Linked DNA regions of Mus musculus: region 1 is linked to region 2. Evidence: chromatin contacts called from public promoter capture Hi-C data. All regions are on one chromosome and are shown on one strand. Each heading gives the region's core, a stretch centred on a gene start, on an enhancer-like site or on the middle of the called end of the contact. The rest is flanking DNA. Distances are from core to core; before and after follow the strand shown. Region 1 holds the start of Tac1 (tachykinin 1). Region 2 has its middle 120 kb from the start of Gm19272.

The links. Promoter capture Hi-C pulls out the DNA fragments that hold promoters and counts their contacts.
Region 1: a promoter capture Hi-C map of stem cell-derived epiblast-like cells shows a contact between it and region 2, with 2.0 times the contacts expected there. The contact joins the promoter of Tac1 here to the enhancer-like site in region 2. A contact is called at or near these places in 3 of 39 promoter capture datasets (embryonic stem cells, neutrophils and stem cell-derived epiblast-like cells), 1 of 115 datasets of contacts at active chromatin or transcription factors (embryonic stem cells) and 3 of 9 other capture datasets (adipose tissue, liver and pancreatic islet).

The regions. Positions count from the first base shown.
Region 1 is chr6:7,553,111-7,560,695 of GRCm38.p6, forward strand. It overlaps Tac1 (tachykinin 1), which reads left to right and starts at 1,951. Exons shown (of 7, transcript NM_009311.3): 1 at 1,951-2,051; 2 at 2,495-2,626; 3 at 3,574-3,670; 4 at 4,106-4,150; 5 at 4,610-4,633; 6 at 5,989-6,042. The coding sequence starts at 2,504.
Region 2 is chr6:7,422,763-7,429,465 of GRCm38.p6, forward strand. No RefSeq gene overlaps it. Among named protein-coding and RNA genes, the nearest start is that of Gm19272, 120 kb to the left of the region's middle. Within about 2 kb of position 2,244, at least 5 of the 459 cell types and tissues checked have an H3K27ac peak or open chromatin away from gene starts, as enhancers often do. A contact at or near this core is called in stem cell-derived epiblast-like cells, where this site is marked.

The DNA of each region.
Region 1 (7,585 bases), core at 701-3,200, 130 kb after region 2:
TAAATAAAAAATAAAAATAAGATATAAAAAGAAAGAAATTTATCAACAATGTATGCCTGGATTGTGGTCTCTACTTACCATGTACAACTCAATGAAAATGAAGGCTCCTTAGAGGAAGACTTGGAGTCTCAGGTAGGAAACAGATCAAAACCAAGGGAATCATCACTTCCTTTTAATTACATATCAAAAGCCTTGGAAGAACTTTATGCTAGCCAAGAATGGCATAAGTTCAGCATCAAGTAATGAGTATCTATCTACCTTGCATTGAAATGTATCAACTCTGCTTAAATCTGTGAGGTCTTTGTCTTAAAAAATAGGTCATACCTTAAAAGCTCTAAATTGGCAATTTTTAAAGTTGGTAGATCATGGATTTATTTCATATTTCCTGAATTATGTATCAGAATAACTCCATAGTACATGAGAACATATTTTCTACATAAGCGGAGGCATGAAATTTTCAAATTGTTTAGGCAAATGACTGTACATTTGTGTTCACCATTTCTCCTTTTAAAAGTTTTGAAAATAAAAATAGAATGTTCACATTATGAAATCCCTCTGAATGTCTACATTTAGGTTTTAAAACAATATAAACACTGGAGGCAAACATTAGTTTGGCTTGCAAACACTTCTTTCCTCTTCATATTATACTAAAAACATATTAGGGAACGATGATTCCCAAAAGAAAACAACTCTATCCAAAAGACCCCATCGCTCTGGGTGTGGTGGTACACACCTGTAGTTCCAGTAACAAGTAGGCTGAGTTAGGAGAATACCCATTTTGAGTCCTAGTCTAAAAAAGTCAAAACAAATAACTGCAACATCGTTTACTTCATCCAAAGATGGAAAAGTATTATACATCTGGGACAGAAGGTATCTGTAAAACCGTGGTTTGCTAAAGACTTCTGTCTCTGACAGATCTGCAGCACACACACACACACACACACACACACCCTTGGTGACAAAGGTAAACATACAGACTTTATAGCCCTCCAACAAGGCTTAAGGGGAGAGAGGCACAATTATTCTCTTGCAACTCCCTCTACCTTCTGTGTGTGACTGCGAAGAAGCTTCAGAGGAACGAAAGAGGTCCTCAGATGGCTGGTGGGTACGTTCCACATGCTGTTCTACATGCTACAGCGTCCTTGAATGGCTGGTGGGTAAGTTCTACATGCTACAGCGTCCTCAGATGGCTGGTGGGTAAGTTCTACATGCTACAGCGTCCTCGGATGGCTGGTGGGTACGTTCCACATGCTGTTCTACATGCTACAGCAGGCTTCAATTCTTCTTTCTCCTAAATGTAAAGCAAGTCTGCTTTCCTCCTCTAGAACACAAGACTGAAACCCCTTTGCAAGGCTAGAGAAATGAGAGAGAGTATTCTGGCTGATTTAGGGAGGGAGGGCTGTTCCAGCCATGTAACACCTCAGGAACCTTTAAGACACATACAGGTAGAGCTAGAAGGAAAATCCCCGCTTGCCTCATCCCACTGAAGTGCTTGCTAGTGTCTTAGTGTCATTTCACAAGGTTTTGTTGCGGAAGTTATTTGGCTGTCCTCAAAGCTCAAGATTCCCTGACTCCTCTAGAGAGAAAAGTTCCCAAAGTCCGAGGCATGAGTCACTTCACTCAGTTTTGATGAGTAATCTCAGGTGTCACTGAACCTTGTTCGGAAGAAGAGGGGAGGAGGGCGTCAGATTGTCAGACGAAGAAAACAGGTCTCTCTGGATTGGATGGCAAGACCTCGACTTCCCTAAAATTGCGTCATTTCGAACACAATTTGGTCCAGATGTTATGGACTCCGACGGGTTACCGTCTCGGAAACTCTACATCACGCAAGCGAAAGGCGAGGGGGCGGCTAATTAAATATTGAGCAGAAAGTCGCGTGGGGAGAGTGTCACGTGGCTCTACAGGCTCGTCACGCCTGAGATAAATACCGCAAAGCAGGAGCTGGGGACTAGACCGCACTCGGACCTGCTCCGCTCCTGCACCGCGGCCAAGGAGAGCAAAGAGCGCCCAGCAAGTGCGCACCTGCGGAGCATCCCCGCGGTCTGACCGCAGTGAGTACCACTCTAGCCTGCCAGCCAAGGCTGCCTGGGACCCGTCGTGCCTTCGTCGGAGGTGGCGTCCGCCCTGGCTCTGCTCCCACTCCATTCTCAGACCCGGAGAGAAAGTGTGCAAATACCAACGCCTCTCTTTGTCTGCCACCTGCAGAGTCTTCAGGCTTGAGAGTGTGGGCCAGTGGGTAGGGGGCTGGGACGCTGAGACTCAAGGAGAGGAGGATTTGAGGCTCTTTGGCGCCTCAGGAGCCTTCTTAAAGGGTTTGGAGAAGTGTTCGACCTGGTGGGCTTTTGGTTTTGTTTTTATTTTAATCTTGGTTTAGCGGGACCTGTTCTTTCTTCCTTGTGGCACTGAAATTCAGCTGCTCTAACTCTTGGGTGGCCACAGCCTCCTTATGTATAATGTCTCTTTCCCACCTTCCTCTGTCTCCTACTCTCTTCAGAAATCGAACATGAAAATCCTCGTGGCCGTGGCGGTCTTTTTTCTCGTTTCCACTCAACTGTTTGCAGAGGAAATCGATGCCAACGATGATCTAAATTATTGGTCCGACTGGTCCGACAGTGACCAGATCAAGGTGAGTCCCAAACGGGCGTGGGAGCTGTTGCCTTCTCCTTGTGGTAGCACCCTGATTAGCCCAGCTTGAGCTGGAGAGGCGCACTGGAATATAAAGGTCATCACGTCCCGGACAAGGCACAGGGCTTATTGCCCAGAACCAAACTAAGTTTCCTCCCTGAGGGAGGGCAACGTCGTAGGTTCAGTCAGTGTCTCCCCAGTATCTCGCCCCTCCCACCTCCTCTCTCTCCTCTCTGTCTTTCTCTCTCACAGCCGGGTTCTCACCACGCTGGAAACCTCATTAGGTTTTAATCCCTACTTACAGGGTTGGGGAGGAGGGGAAATCGAGGGGGGAATTTAGTAAAACCGCACTGCCAGAGCGTTTGAGATGCTGGATAGAGAAGTGAATCAGTTAATGGGGGCAAAAGCGGGATTTTACTTAGCTGCGGGGTCTCAGTGGAGAAACTAACTCCGCACTCCAGCATTCAGTGCTCCAAGTTTCCCTGTACATCACTCTTGGCTACTGGCTCCAAGGAGCGCGCCTTGGGAAATGGTGAAAGTTGTGCGGTGGTGCAAGGTTGCTCTGAAAGTATCCTCACCCTTCTTCATCCACCCTACTGTTCACAGTTAGGACAGTGAGAGGACTTCGAAGCCTCGCTGAGAGCAAACAAAGGTGATAACAAGAACTTGAGTGAGCCCTCTGGTGCAATTAAGAGCAGAAAGCTTACAGGATCCAGGGCTGGCAGGTGTGGCGCTGCTGCAGGAGCCTCCCCGGTAGACTTTGTGGAGAAGGAAATCCCAGGCGGGGCCAGATTGGGGAAAGTGTATAGGTTTTAGTATGGCCCAGACGCGTGCTAGCCCACCAGGTTCTGGTGTCTGGGGGAATCTGTGGCTCTGGGGGACGCTCAGGTGCACCACTAAGGTGATCCTGGTTCACTTAAGTTGTCTGCTCGCGGGTTTGTCCCCCAGGAGGCAATGCCGGAGCCCTTTGAGCATCTTCTGCAGAGAATCGCCCGAAGACCCAAGCCTCAGCAGTTCTTTGGATTAATGGGCAAGCGGGATGCTGGTGAGATGAGCAATAGTCACTAGATCTATCAGGCTACCTGGTCTGCATGCTTGCTCCTTCCTGGAGAACCCAAATGTCTCTTGTACTGGGAGTATAGATTTACACGCCTAAAGGCTTTTGATTCCCAGAAGTCTTCGATCTGTACTTCACTAACTCTAGATCGTGGGGGGAGGGGGAGGGGATCCATTTCTCTTGCTTCACTGCACCAAAGTGATGCAAATTGGAAACTAACCTTAGCTAAACAGTCCTCTGACTAAAGATCCAAATTACAAGGATCTCCAGGTATGTTAATAGTCCAGGCTCAGGTGAAAGATGTCTTCTTGGATTGGGCTAGATTTGGCTACCCCTTGTGGGTGATAGAAGTATTTAATTGCCTTGAGTTGATGGCAGTCAGTGGAGCTTGTGAAGAGTTAATGTCAATTCATCTCTTGTCAGATTCCTCAGTTGAAAAACAAGTGGCCCTGTTAAAGGCTCTTTATGGTAAACATCCCTATAAATCTTTATTTTCCTATTATGAATGATCACGTTAAAATAAAAAGCATTTTGTGCCTAATTAAAAAGTGTGTACACATCCGGATGTGGGTGCATGAGCGTGGTGTGTGTGTGTGTGTGTGTGTGTGTGTGTGTGTGTGTGTGCGCGCGCGCGCACGCGTGTATTTTAAGCTCCTGCGCATTCTAATGAGTGAGTTACTTTGATGTCAGTCTATAGCTTTACTATTATTAAGAGACCTCAAGAGTCCCACAGTTCTACCTTTTAAGCCATGGCTCATATTTGGCTTTTATTAGTAATTTGGTTGACATTCATCTATTTTAGTCCCAGGATGTCATATAAATAAGAGTCAAATATTTTGAAAATCAATTCCTTATGTGCCCTGTAAAAGATAAAGTAGCTTTTTAAAACAAACCGTGTGTCTGCTAACTGGCTTTCTTTTCTTCTAGGACATGGCCAGATCTCTCACAAAAGTAAGTTCACACTCCTTTTGACATTAATCATATCAAATGTTGCTTCCTGTGTTACCTTTTGCAGCAGAACATAGAGCCCAATAGTTTTAATAAAGACAATGTAGGGGGGAAAAGACTTACATGCAGATTGTGATCTGCTAAATAATCATTATGACTAAACTCCATAGTATCGGCAGATTGCCGTACCAAAATGCACAGTACATTTGGAAAGAAAAAGAATTAACACTTGTAATTCTTTTAGTTTTAGAATTTCTACTATAGGGTTAAAATTCCTCACAAGCACTCATGTCTGACACCTCTCCCCATGAACAGTAGGAGAGAGAGAGAGAGAGAGAGAGAGAGAGAGAGAGAGAGAGAGAGAAGAAAGAACACTTACATACAACTTCTAACTCATATTCATGAACTAACTTTTATAATGGCAAGGAAGGGGTCTTCAGCCTGTGACTGAGTGAATATCTGAGTAGAAAATGTGCTTAATACATAAAAACAGATAGAGCTGCAGGCTGATTCCCCCTTGATCCCATAATTAAATGGGAATCTGGGAGAGGAGAGTGCAGACTGCAGAACTGGAGGGTCTTTGGAGCTGTTTCCTAGCTAATTGGATCCAGAGGTGACAGGAAGTCCCTTGGGACACTAACAATAATGCCTGCCTCTGTGAGCTGAGAGCCATGAGTTTGACTCACCCTGGCAGGGTAAACTCCAAACTGGTAACACTCTGGTCTCAACCAATGGAAACTAAGAAAAATTCTCCCAGTGGCAGTGAGATAATGACCTTTCCTGCAGCCTTCACTTTTGAGAGAAAAAAAAAGTGTTAATATTTACTAAGGGTTTAAACTGTAAGGGGATTTTATATAGCAAAAAAATATGTAATAAAATTAATATATCCAATTAATGTTTTAAAAAAATTGCTTTCACAATCACAGTGTTTCTAAGTCTAAGTCTACTTAATGTGACCCCTTAGAAGATTTTATATGCTAAGGTTCCCTTGGTGAGAACTGCAACATATTTGGTAATGAAGAAATAAGCTTGGATGTTTTTCCCACACACAAATGTATAACCAACTCCCCCAAAATTCAAATCTTGCTCCGGTGGCAACCATATTTAAAACTTCATAATAGATTAAACATAATACAGATACTATCTGGATATAGAACTGAGAAAGGTGCTCACAATATGGGTTTCAGCATGGTTTGCAGGGCTTATATAAAGTCTCTGTGGGCTCATCAGTATGTGACATAGAAACGTTTATTTATTCCACAGGCATATATATTCAGAATCTTGTTTACTTTGTACTAGTTATACGTTTATTTCTTCAAAAACATACATACTAAAATACCCCTAAATGTATTTTTCAGGGCATAAAACAGATTCCTTTGTTGGACTAATGGGCAAAAGAGCTTTAAATTCTGGTATGTATAAAATCCTGTCTGAAAGTATGCAAATCCACTTCTGTAATTTTTACGAAAGCACAATATTCAAAATAATAAAAAAAGGAGTAATAGGCTTATCATGAGCATTCCTGTAGACAAATGTTCATAGTGTCTGTAGCCACGAGTGCACTGATAGCTGCTTAATCTAACCCCACCACAATATTAGTATATTTCTCTCAAAATACTAGCTCTTCCAGCATCTGCCCCATTTAGTCATTACATACCCTGAGTCTTTGGTCTAGTCTAACACTCTTTTTCATAGATATTCTCAATAAAATGTCCTGGACCCTTAGGGAGAGATGAATTATTCACTTATAACTGAAGTAATATGGAATTTTCATAAGACGTTACATCTGGCAATCTAGAAAAATAATTAGATATGACAAGCAAATTGTTTCTAAAATTACTGTCTCTTTTTGAAGTCATGGAAGCTCAAAATCTCAGTGTCTTCATTGGTGGGGAAGAGGCCTAGTATATCTGGGTCCATTCTAATGCCTTCAGAAAGGGACAGCATTGAACCATTCTTTCATTACTAGCTTTAGAACTACATTTAAAAAGAGCCACAACTCCCCAAAGCCATTTTAAACCTAAAGGAGGATTGTCCTTGACCCAAAGCTGCATAATTCTCATTTCTCCTACTTGAGCTTTCTACATAAACGCCACAGGCCTCTCTCTAAAGCCCCTCACTACTTACTTCATTTAATCAATTATATTCAATGTTACATAACCCTATTACTGTTTTTATGGAAATTGGCTTTTTTAGGCACTTTACTACCGATGGAAATAGATTAAAACGATAAACATCTGTCTAGAAATTAATCAGCAGCTGTCTTATCTATTTGGAATATTCAGTTCCCAGGAAACTTATAAGATGTGCTGGTTTAACTTGTAATTATCTGAACTCACCTCCAAAATAGTCGTCCTAGCATCTTTACCATTAATTTACTTTGCAAATTTAGACACTTTCATATTTTTTCACTAGTAATCTTGAGGTTACAGAAGGTTAATTCTTAAAGAAGCTGTGTGTACCAGTTGAAAACTTGTACTTCTTTCATTTTTATGTATATGTAGATTATCTTCCAGCCTTGAGAGATGGAATATAGCTTAAGCCCCTGTGGTATATGCCTCCAGATTTATCAGTGCTCACATAGCTATCACTTTCTTAATAATGTTATTAATCACCAATCCAGAATTAATCACCAATCTCCATTTCTAGAATTTTTACACCTTTCAGAACACACGTAACTTAAGACCAATACAGTAATTTAGAGCAGGTTAAGTATACTTCAAGGAATAATTATAGTTAATAAAAGTAGGCTCACTACAATGCATTAGAATTGCTAGTAAAAATTTTATTCTTATATCAAAATATAAGTTAATATATTAAGAATAATACATTAAATATATAATATATTTATATTAACATTATATCTCAATATATTATATAATATATAAAATATAATAAATATAATATAATTAACTATATAATCTATTAAAAATATATTAAAACTAAAGCTAAGAA
Region 2 (6,703 bases), core at 994-3,493:
TAAATTCATGTTCCCAGGCCCAACCACCAACTCCTATCCTGATTGATGGAAATTCCTTTCCTCAACCCCTTATGTCAAAATCTGATGGACGATGCTCCCCTTCTTCCCTGTGCTGTATCATTTTACCCTTTACATATGCTGCATAGCTTCCCTTCAGCGTTGTAATCCAGCTCCCAAGTCTGTTTGTGGCCCTGACCTATCAGTAGCAGCTCTATTATTACAGTGGGTTTTTGTTGTTGTTGTTGTTATTGTTTTGTTGTTTTTGGTTTTTTTGTTTTTACAGAGTAGATCTTTGTGAATGACACACTTGAGGACAGGTTTGGTTTCTTCATTTTTGTGGAAATTTTTTTATTTCTTTTTTTTAATTGTATATTTTCTTTATTCACATTTCAAATGTTATTGTCATCTGCATTGACCTAGTGTTTGAATTATGTTGGAGCTAAGAGAATCCCACAAGAGCTAACGCTTGCCAGTTATCCTCTGACATGTACATGTTACAATCATCCCATATATATGAATAAATGAATAAATAATTGTACTAAAAATTTTTAAAGGAGAAATTCATGTTTGCCTTAAAAGAGAATACTGATTACTTCTTTTTTGGAGACTTTTTATTTTACAGACAGATTAACATGATACAGACATTTCCCATATTGAGTGCTGACTCATAAGTATAATTATATCCATATTTACTGTATTATTGAATTTCTCACTAGATTTTCCATACCGATGCAAGGAGAATAATGATCTAGTTATTTTCCAGGGCATAAGACTAAACTTCTATAAAGTATAACAGAGTGTGTTTCAAAAACCTTCAGAAGGAAGACGGGACTCTGTTCATGTTTAATTTTATTCCAGTATTGCTAATTACATTCTATTTCAAAGGTTACTAAATCAGATGGTTTTATAGTATTCTAGTATTTATTATAGTATTATAGTATATGTTGTGATGCTTAAAGAGAGATAGGGGAGGGAGCAGGAGAGGAGAGGAGGGAACAGAAGGGAGATGAGGGAGAGGAAGAAGACGGAGACGGAGAGGGAGAGCCAATACTTGATGCATCCAGCTGTCTCAGCTTCTTCAGAAATGACCTAAGACAAATTGTGGGTTTCAGGTATGAGTGGAGGCTTCCTGAGTTGTGAATTAGTGAGCTATATGGATGTGATGGTATATGTTATTATAACTGTTTTGACTGATGGAGAACTATTATTTGGAATGAGAAAAGTGGTAATCCTGGTCTCTATGTGAAATACTGTATTTACTTCAGCTGAAAACCTAAGAGTCATTTCTGCCAATTCTGAGTAAGTTTCAAGCCTTCCAGTTTCCCAGCTTTAAGCTGAAAATAATACTTTGTTTCTACCTTGTCCCATTCAGAGTCCCCTAGTCAGAACTGAATATATACACATTGAAGCAGGCAGTAAAGGGGGGAGTATTAGAGGGATTGTCTTACTTGACTCCAGATACTGAGAAGTCTCTTGGAAGAAGTCCCAAAGTAGTCCTCCTGTGGCTGGAGAGCAGAACTTGATGACATTGCTCAGTCCAAGTCTAAAGCTCTTAGATCCAGGGAAGATGATGGTAGCACTAACAGTCAGAGGGTAAAGGGTCAAGGGCTGGGAAGGCAATAACCAAGCTAACTCAGTCAGTCAACAGTCTCAAGTGAGGGAGTGAGGGTTGAAACAGTAAACCAGACAAAATGATAACCTGACTCAGCCCGTACGGAGGCTGAAGCAGCTTTATTTTGCTCCAGCCTGCTTTTATATCGCTCTAGGTACATCCAAAAAAAACATGATCAGTTCTTAGGTCAAAGACAAAGTACTCAAGCAAAGTCGTAAACAAGGAGATCACGCGAGATAGCAATTAAAGCAGTAAGCAAAGAGATCACATAAGGTAGTGATTCAGCAAGGTAGTAAACAAAGCCCCATGGTCTCTCTTCCTAATATTCTTATCTGAGCCTACTTCTGTGTCTGAGCCCAGTGACAAATGCCAAATTCCTAGGAGTGCCACCAAAAGCTCTCAACAAGGCAAGGTAGGGAAGGTGCCAGTGTCAGTTCCCAAGATGAAAATCTGTGCCTCTGAGATGCAAAACCTGAGGGGAACAAAGCAATGTTGCCAAGATGGGGTGGGGCGAGCACACCCTTCCTCTGCTGCTTTGTGTAATTTGAGCCTCAAATAAATCAGTACCCCACAATGAGGGCAGATCTTCCTCATAGTCTACCAGGGACGACATTCCAGACATACTTAGAACTTCCCAGTCATTGCTATCCATAGCAAATCCACCTGGGATCCCATTCAGCACTGCCTTGGTATCTCCAGAAGCACAGAGCATCAATAACACTTTACCAGCCATGTTACAGCCTTTACCACAGTCAAGCTGACACCTGAAAATTAACCAGCACAGATACCGACGTCGGATTTCAGCAGTTCACTCAATGAACACTTAAAACACTCATTGGCTGGTCACTGTGTCTGAGGTTCCTTGTTGAGTGCTAGAAGTCCAAGTGGCTGAAACCGACCAGATTTACAGGTAAACCTTAAAGGGAAAGGATAAGAAAGAAGGCTGTTCTTGAGAGAAGTACAAATTACAGTCTCCCTTTAAAAGATGCCTTTTCTTGAATGTGTTTGTACTTCCTGGTGTCATAACATGTGAGTCTTAATTTTGGCTGCTGGTGGTCATTTGTTCCTCAGTGAACTTAGGAAGTTTGGAAAGCTGATGACTGTAATGTGAAAAACCTGCACAAGAAATCACCTGCTGCTTGGGCCTTACAAACTATTTGAAAGCAGAATAAGGAACCAAGCTCAGGTTTATATCCTCTGAGACTTCATTACCAAGCTTAGCGGAAGCATGGTGAAAATAATTACTTACCAAATTGGCTACCATTCTTATTGGAAGACTGTTTGGAAGATCTTTCCAAAATCTAAATCTCACCCAAACACCAAAGACCTTGGCAGTGAGGAAAGAGACAAGATAATAACTTGAAGACAAGACAGGCTGCCTAGAAAATACTGGCTAAAGGGCAAAATGTTGCAGCCCTGGCTCAGCATCTGTGCCTGCTTTGTCTTAAGCTGGTAATAAGACGTACAGCTGCCCCATTCATTCAACGGTTCTATTTGAATCCTTCAGTACACCATTCCTTCTATTCTCTGCCCTGTTCTGAAACACCTCCAATGTTTATTTCTTTTTAAAATTTAATTAAAATATAATTACACCATTTCACTCCCCATCTCTTCCATTTAACCCCTTCCATGCCACTCCCACTCCCAACTCAATTCTCAAATTCATGGCCCCTTTTAAAACAAAACAAACAAACAAACAAAAAAAACTATTGTTACATATGTACATGTGAATACATACAAAAATGCAACATCCTAATTCCATTCAATATATACATAACACATATAACAAGCGGGCTGAGCACTTGGTACTAGATAACAAATGTAGGGGTCTCATTGCTTTGGAATACTAATTCTCTGTTGAGTAGGCACTAGTTGCTTACAGCTCTTCATCTAGGAGTGGAGCTCCATTAGATTTCTCCGTCTACATTAACATGTCTGCTAGTGTTGCCTTCTCCAGGTCTTGTTCATACAGCCATAATGTTAAGATTTCATGGATGGAGCGTCTCTGTGTGCTTCTCTCTCTTCTGCTGCTCTGGAGGCACTGCACGCAAGGGTAGTGGAGCTGATAAAGGAGGCAGACTAAAGTCATATGCAATAGCTAACTTTATCAATTTATACTCAGAGTTAAGAGAGGTCATATGAATAAGTTCTCATGAATTCAACTGTATACAATCATAGATACAACTTGCCTGTGACAAAGCCATGTTTTTCTAAGAGACATAATTGAAAACAACAGCAAGCAATAATGACTAATCTGAAGTAAACTCGCTCCTAAGAGCTACATCTGTGAGGTACACAAACCCACATTCCAAGAACAATTCTGTGCCTTGAAGAAACTGAGGTCACAAGACTGTTTCCTTGGAGTGTTCTCACAAGCACTCAGAATTCTCCTCACAGGACTCCATTCTTCAACCATGTTCTGACACCTGTCTTACTCAGAAGACACAATCTTATAGCAGACTTCTTAGTCCTCTGGCTCTTCAAATCTTCTTGCCCCCTCTTCCATCATATTCCTTGAGACTTGGGAGTAGATATGGAGTTGTAGAAGTTTATCTGAGGCTGGACATCCATGATCATTTATTCTAGGTATTTGACCAGGTGTGCCTTTCTGTAATCGTCTCTGCCGACTGCAAAAGGACCTATCACTTTATTGACTGCCTTTTAAATTTTTTCTTCCTGTTACTTTTAATTCCAGGATGCCCTTTCCTTACATGATAGCTTGGCTTAGTTCTTGTTCACCTAAACGTGGTGCCTTTCCCTTTTAAGAGCTCCCAAGTCCCAGGGACAGCCCTTTCTGTGGTTAGACCTTTGTGTTTTAGTTTGCTGAATGAATTTAGATTGTGCTGCATGAGCCCTTGTTACTGATTGTTTTTCATGTGTATAGTTTGTTTTCCGAAGTAGTTGATGGGCTATCTCCTAATTCGTTTTTCTGCAAGGTCATGAAGGGTGATATGCCACGTATGTTTTCATTTATCAAAACCTCAGAACCTCAATTTCTCTTGCCCACTGAGGCTTAATTGTCATTGGTTTTGCAAATACAGAAAAGGAAAAGGCCATTATTTCTGAAATCACTTAAAAGCACAAAACTCCTAGACTTCTACTGGACATTAAAAGTTGCTACATGAATTATTTACAGAAAGTATGTTTTCAAAAGATGGCTATGTGCATTTAAGTGAAAATAGTGTCCCCTTTTTTATATATCTTCACATGCCACTTGGTTCCAGAGTTATTTGAAAATCTTTTCTCAGGACATTATGTAAAATATACTTTCAATAAGTTTCTATTGAAAACTCTGTGACTTGGGTCTTTGGGTGTTAATCACAAACATTGTAGTGTGAATTGGGGGTTTCCATGTTTTTGGAGAAGCTTGGCTGAAACTAGAGTTTTTGGTTCAAGCCCTTGGGTTTTTATTCTGAAGAACAACAACAACAAAAAAAAGATTCATTAGACTACCAATTGTCATATAGCCCATGAAGCCATGGACTAGGGACATAAACAGAAAATTCTAAACAGAAATAAGAATGGTTAAGAAATACTTCAACAGTGTTCAGCATCCTTAGCAGTTAGAGAAATGCAAATTCAAACAACCTGGAAAATTTCATTTGCCCTGGATCAGAATGGCTAAAAACAATAAACAATTAACGATAAACCTTGGTGAGGGTGTCAGGACACAGCAGCCCTCATTCATTTATTGTGGGAATGAAAATTGATGAAGCCAGTCTGGAAATAAGTATGGAGAATCTTCAAAAGTTTAAATAAAGATACCCAATCCTCAGCTATAACATTTTTTGGCATATGCCCAAAGGACTTAACATTCTACTCCACAGATGCTCAGCCATGTTCATCTCCACCCTATTCACAAGAGTCAGGGAATGGAAACAACCTATATCCATCATCACATGACTGCATGATGAAAATGGAGTGTGGACACAATGAAATACTATATAGCAGTGAAGAAAACCAAAAGCATGATGCTGTAGGGAAATACATGGAGTTGGAAAGAGTGATGTTGAGTGAGGTAACCCAGATCCAGAATGGTAAATGCTGAATGTTCTCTCTCATCTGTGGTCCCTAATCCGAATATGCAGATGCAAGAGTAGCTTTTACCCTCATCAAAGAAGCGTCTCTTTTTAGAAAATTGAGACCATTACACAAAACCCCAACTGGACACTCATGGGAGCCCAGACTAAATAAGCGCCTTCTTTTTTTACTAACCAGTGAGACAGTGTCACCCATATGCACATTAGTTTGGGATCCTCTATGGGGGAATGGGCAACAAACTAGTAAGTACTCCTCAAAGAGCAGATCGCTCTTTTGGCTGCCATAAATCACCAATAGTTCTTCAGCAAGGGGCAAGGTGTCCGGAGCTCCTCCCCTCTCCATGCTGGAGTGTTTAACTGTCTTGATTATAGCTCCTGGGCATTTGCATGAGGAATCATATCCAGAGGACAGCATTTCGCAGCGCTCCCCCTCATTGTTGAGCTCTTGTATTCCTTCCACCCCCTTTTCTGCAATGCTCCCTGAGTCTTAGGAAGAGAGAACATTGCTATGAGCCAAACTACTTTCACTGGGAGATTTGCTGATCACTAGGTGTCCAGAGTATTGGTTTCATCAGCCCTGGGAATTTGAAGGATGGGAGATGAAACTCAAGCTCTCTGAGAGGAGTCACAAGGAAAACATGATACTTGCCTAGGGCTCCAGCTGCTTTCTGCAGAGTAGAAAGAGTGATCTAGATCTAAACCAGCCTCACATGGACAAAAGCCTGATGTCAAATTATCAAGAAATTCTGAAACCAGTTTAAGATAATATCAGGTTAGAGATTAAAGTCCCACATGTATATGATGGAAACAGATACAAATATTTTTTGGAGGAAAATCAAATCATATAGGTCTCATATTCTTTCTACAAGATTTTTTCTTCTTCCAAATAAAGAAAAAAAGTAAAGCAAAGTAACAAACAGACGCGGAAAAGACCACAGTGCAAGTAAAGATGTAGGAACAACGAGCAATCAGAAAGAGCCTGGACCACATTTTTGAACTAATGAAAGCCTTTACAATAACTATGATGGTAATGTTTCAAAGATAAAAATGT